Linked DNA regions of Mus musculus: region 1 is linked to region 2. Evidence: chromatin contacts called from public HiChIP or PLAC-seq data. All regions are on one chromosome and are shown on one strand. The core of a region is the stretch at or near the end of the contact, and the rest is flanking DNA. Distances in the headings are between cores, read along the strand shown.

Region 1 (2,700 bases), core at 49-2,548, 120 kb before region 2:
TGATCACTGGCATAGAGACCTCCTGACAGGACTGAAGCCCTTATGAAAGAGGGCTCTGGGCAGCTGCCTTCTACCTCATCCCCTATAGGCCCTGCAGTCTTTAGAAACCCAGACTCATAGACCTCCAGATCCAGAACCCTGAGAAGAAATGCCTGTTGCTCTTTGGTCCCAGGATTGAGCTCATATGGGGGGGAAGGGGAGAGGACAAGGAAAGAATGAGAGTGAAGAAATTAAGAGGGAACCCCTCTCTTTGTAAAGTCCCAACAGGTGCCAACAGATGGGCAGATGCCAGGCATCGTGGCCACATGGGAGATGCACATGGTAGCCACAGGGCCCAACTGTCTCTCATCATAATCCAAAGGAATAAAGGGGGAAAGTGGGGACCCCTGTGTGTGTGTGTGTGTGTGTGTGTGTGTGTGTGTGTGTGTGTGTGTAGCTCAGCTCAGGGCAGGGAGCTAGGAATGCAGATGAAGATGATAAGGCTGGCTTGGAGGTACCTTGGTAAGGTTTCTTCACCAAATGATCATACTGTGAGACACCCCACCCCACCCCACACACACACACTACTGTTCCCAACAGGAATATTTCTTTGAAATGAAGTGTCTGTATAGGGCAAATACATCAACATTCACAGCCTTCAGAAACTAAATCATCAGTAAGGGTATGGGTGGACACATGGTTGAGCAAGTTGTGATGTCACTCATGGGTAAGAAGGATTAGTACTGATTTTCAAAGATCTTGGAATAGTGGTGTGGACTACAAGAAGGCACTGCTGTGGGTAACACTTCTACTCATGGAAAAGTTTTCAAGTCACATGCCTGATTTTGCTGTAGCTGGGGATAGGAGAAAGGGAGGTGAGGTTGGCCCTCCTCCATTGCAGAGGATTGTCATCTGTCATTCGTTAGACCTTGACCTGGTTGGTGCCTTGCCAATCACATAGATGTTGATGTTCATAAAGCTTCACACTGAAAGTTTGAAGTGTTTACTGTGTGCTGATGTGATATCTCAGTGAGACTCTTGGGAAACCCAATGTCTTCCCATCACAGGGCTCCAAGGAACAAGCCACCTCTCTCTCTCTGTCTCTCTGTCTCTGTCTCTGTATATTTGTGTGTTGGGGATGATGGCATTCTATATGGAGGAAAAGGTACTGGGACAAACACAGGATAATGACTTCCCAGATTGCCCCTGAAATATTGCCTGGATCGAGATTCAGGTTGGGCACAGTGCCTGAGTCACTGCTTCTTGTTGTTTGTCTTTGGGGTGAGGGGGCAGGATGGGTGAGGTGACTGATCTCTGAGCCCTACACTTGATGGCGCATCTGGGAGGGGCCACCTTTATATTCTGAGTCTGTTGTGGTTTGAGTAAGAATGACGCCCAGAGATCCATATATTTGAATGTTTGGTCATCAGGGAGTGGCACTACTTGAGAGGGATTAGTCAGTGTGGCCTTATTGAAGGAAGTGTGTCACTTAGGATGTACTTTGGGGTTTCAAAAACCCAAATCAATTCCAGTGACTCTGGATCTTCCTGCTGCCTGCAGATCCAGATATAGAACTTTCAGCTACTTCTCCAGCACCATGTCAGCCTGCATGCCACCATGCTCCCTGCCATGACAATAATGGACGAAACCTCTGAAACTGTAAGCCAGCCTCAGTTAAATTCTCTCTTTTATAGGAGTTGCCATGGTCATGGCATCTCTTCACATCAACAGACCACTGACTAAAAGTCTATAGTACACCTCCCATTCTGAAGATTAGGGGGCATAGCTGTCACTCTGGTAAAAGTAGGGGACCTGAGTGATACTGTACCCTCAGTTTTATCCCTCCCCTCCCAGAGGGATATCACATAGTACAATTCCCACCCTTCTTGCCCAAAGCTCTACACAAGCCTCTCATTTCACATAGACTATTCTAATGGGTGCCTAGTCTTCTAGCTGTGGCTGAGGTAGGATGAGGTGGTGATGGAGAACTCAGCCATTCTTCTACCATCTGTAATCTCACAGTGCCTAGAGCTCACAGTGGCCTCTTCTGTTGGGAGCCGCCCCCACATTCGCCGTCACAAGATGGCGCTGACATCCTGTGTTCTAAGTGGTAAACAAATAATCTGCGCATGTGCCAAGGGTATTACGACTACTTGTACTCTACCTTTCCCGTAAACGTCAGCTCGGCCATGGGCTGCAGCCAATCAGGGAGTGATGCGTCCTAGGCGAAATATAACTCTCTTAAAAAAGGGGACGGGGTTTCCGCCATTTCTCTCTCGCTGGCATCTCTCTGGCTCTGCGCGCCCTGCGCTCTCTCGCTGCCTAAAGATGTAAACAATAGAGCACGCTCTGCGCTTTGGCGCGCCGGAGCTCTGGCTCCTAAAAATATAGAAGGGGCTTTCGTTTTTGGGGCTGGGCGCTGGGCGCTTGCCCTCCTGGCTCCCAAAGATGTAAGCAATAAAGTTTTGCCGCAGAAGATTCTGGTTTGCTGTGTTCTTCCTGGCCGGGCGTGAGAACACGCTAGTAAGAATTGGTGCTGAAACCCGGGACGAGAAATTCCGGGACGAGAAAAAATCCGGGAAGAAAAAACCCGGGAGGAAACTCGGGACGGGAGTTTCACCGGCACAAGGAAGATCCCTCATTCCAGAACCAGAACTGCGGGTCGCGGTAATAAAGGTTCCCGTAAAGCAGACTGTTAAGAAGGATTCAACTGCATGAATT
Region 2 (2,700 bases), core at 47-2,546:
TGGCAGTGTGTACGCTGTGGCTTCTCTGGCTACCCAGCAGGGGATGACCCCTGGCTGGTATCCAGCATACAGGGGCCTCTTGGCCTGGTGGACAATAAAAGCCAGGCCACTTTGTGCCCAGCAGAACTCACCCTGACTAAGCAGTCAGTGCTGCCACTGCCTGCATTAGGAATGGATGCTTCCCTCAGGTCTGGAACCAGTTAAACAGCAAAGACGAGGACCCAGGAGGTAAGTGGCAAGCTTGTGTCCACATCATGAGGCAGAGGGGGATGTGAGAGATGATGAGATAAGAGAGAATTTCCCAAGTTTCAGAATCCAGAAGGCAAGTGCATATCAAGACGTCACTGCTGGACTGATAGGAGGCTCAGTCAATAAAGCCCCTGCGCTTGCACACGGATAGGAGTTTGATCCCTAGATAAAAAAGAGCCAGGCACGGTGGCTCATGCTGGGTCTGTGGAAACAGGGGGCTCCCTGGTGCTGGCTGGGCAAACAATCCATACTACTTGGAATGTTCCAGGCCAAATGAGAGACACTGTCTCAAGAAAGAAACAGAAACACGGACAGCACCAGAGGAACATTTGAGTATGAACTTGGCTTCTATGTGCATGTGCATACACCTACACACACACAACCCTAGACACACATGTACACACACATGCCTATATACCACACACATACAACCCTACACACACCTACACACACATACACACCTACACATCACATACACACTTACAAACTACATACACACACATACCTACACACATCCATACACCTATACACCTACATACACACATACACATATACAACACCTACACACCTACACACATACCCATACAACTACACACCTATACACACGCTTACACACCTACATATACATCCATACCCCTACACACCTACACACACATACATACACCTACACACACCTTAAAACACACAAACATACACACCTATATACCACACACACATACACACACACACTTCAATGCAGAAGTATAGAAACAGCTATAAGGCTATGCACCATCCTTCATACAAAGACGAAGCTAAGAGCCAAGTGTGATGGCTCATGCCTGTCATCCCAGCACTGTAAAAGCAGAGGCCAGAGTTCAAGAGTTCAAGACCAGCTTTGGTTACCTAGCACGTTCAAGGTTAACCCAGGTTACATGAGCCTCTTCTGGAATACAGTGATACCACATCTCTCCTAGTTCAGCAGAGCTCGCTCTGAGACTTAGTGTGGATGTGTTTCCTCATACATAGTTATGTGATTAGGCAACTGTAACAGGCAAAGATAAGTCAGGCAGCGAGTACTCGCTGGGGTGATTTCCTTCGCTGTGTTTCCGGAAGCTGCATGAGTAAATGTTGCCCTATGATATTCATAAATGCCACTGACACCCAGAGCCAGCAACCTTAACCTATCAGCAGTGGCTGTGTGTCACGCTTCCATGAGTCAGCTGGAAATACTTGGGGACTCCTAAATGCTGAGTGTGGCAGCCAGATTCACCGACTCACCTGGGAGATCAGGGTTGGAATCCACACAGATTCCGGGCTTGCCAGAGAGATAGCTCGGGGGGGGGGGGGGGGAATCAGCCTGTGTCACACAGAAACTGCAAAGCCCAGAGTGCCATTAAGTTCATTTTGGAACAACTATGACAGTGAGCATTGTCCACACCTGCCTCACACCACCAGAGGCCACTGTCTGAAGAAGACATTAAAGCAAGATAATTAACACACAGTTGTCCCCATATCTGCAGGGACCCAGGACTCCGAAATAAACAGATGGCATAGTATTGGCACAATCCTACTGCCTCAGTCTCCCGAGTGCTAGGACTACAGGTGTGTACTACTGAGCCCAGTTAAAAGAATATTCTTCACTCTTGATTGGCTGAGTCCATCAATGTGGAATTTGGGGTTCTAGGGTGGTGGTGGCTGGAGATGTGGCAAGTGGTCATGACAACAGCAGGGTTGGACCTATTTCTCCCCCTCAGTCCTTGTGGTTCACCAGTGCACAAGGGAGGACACACCAAATGTAGGGAGTAAGGAGGGTGCTGGAGAGAACAGTGGTCCTTGAGCCTCAGAAACTGTCCTTCCTCACAAACACCCAGAACAGCAAGGATGACCCTTCTCCTCACAGGACAGTCCTTGGTTCAGTGACAATTCTTGAGTGGCCATACTTGCCTGTGGTGTGTGACATCACTCACAGGTGACAGTACCTGGAACTGTGAGTTAAAATCACTTAAGTTGTTTGTGCCCAACAGCCAGAGAAGTAACACACTCTTCAGGAGTTCCCACCCTTAGCCACCACTGTGCCTTTGTAGGTGAGAAGCCACCTCTCCCTGCTCTGCCTCCCATGTTGGGAACAGGCAAGGCCAGTGACCATGTGCAAATATGTTAGCGGCCCAGGCTGCCACTGAGGACAGGTGGCCTCCCAAGGTCCTGTGCTAGGTAGGTAGTAACACAAACTCCGCCTTCCTGGAGTCTGGGGGCTGAGTGCTATTCTAGGTCCCATGTGCACGCATTATGCATGCACTGAAGAACACCACTGTGCATTAAGGCCAAGGAAGTAGAGGGGCTTTGTGACTGTTGCAGGCTGGAATTTCCCATGCATATTCATGGCTCAGCAGAAGTCTTTCTCCTGTTTACTGCCCCCATGCTACAAATGCTTTAAATGAAGGATAATGAACCAAGCAGCCTATGCCAGGGCAG

Evidence for each region. HiChIP or PLAC-seq counts read pairs in DNA pulled down with a chosen protein or histone mark.
Region 1: a contact with region 2 is called in an HNF4G HiChIP or PLAC-seq map of pancreatic cancer cells. The contact joins two enhancer-like sites. A contact is called at or near these places in 4 of 484 Hi-C or Micro-C datasets (brown adipocytes, embryonic stem cells, spermatogonial stem cells and 1 more) and 2 of 115 datasets of contacts at active chromatin or transcription factors (embryonic basal ganglia and pancreatic cancer cells).

Annotation. Positions count from the first base shown.
Region 1 is chr7:144,353,924-144,356,623 of GRCm38.p6, reverse strand. The region is part of intron 7 of Shank2 (SH3 and multiple ankyrin repeat domains 2); the gene reads right to left. Among named protein-coding and RNA genes, the nearest start is that of Gm14372, 52 kb to the left of the region's middle. Within about 2 kb of position 1,298, at least 8 of the 459 cell types and tissues checked have an H3K27ac peak or open chromatin away from gene starts, as enhancers often do. A contact at or near this core is called in pancreatic cancer cells, where this site is marked.
Region 2 is chr7:144,232,312-144,235,011 of GRCm38.p6, reverse strand. The region is part of intron 4 of Shank2 (SH3 and multiple ankyrin repeat domains 2); the gene reads right to left. Among named protein-coding and RNA genes, the nearest start is that of Shank2, 58 kb to the right of the region's middle. Within about 2 kb of position 1,296, at least 38 of the 459 cell types and tissues checked have an H3K27ac peak or open chromatin away from gene starts, as enhancers often do. A contact at or near this core is called in pancreatic cancer cells, where this site is marked.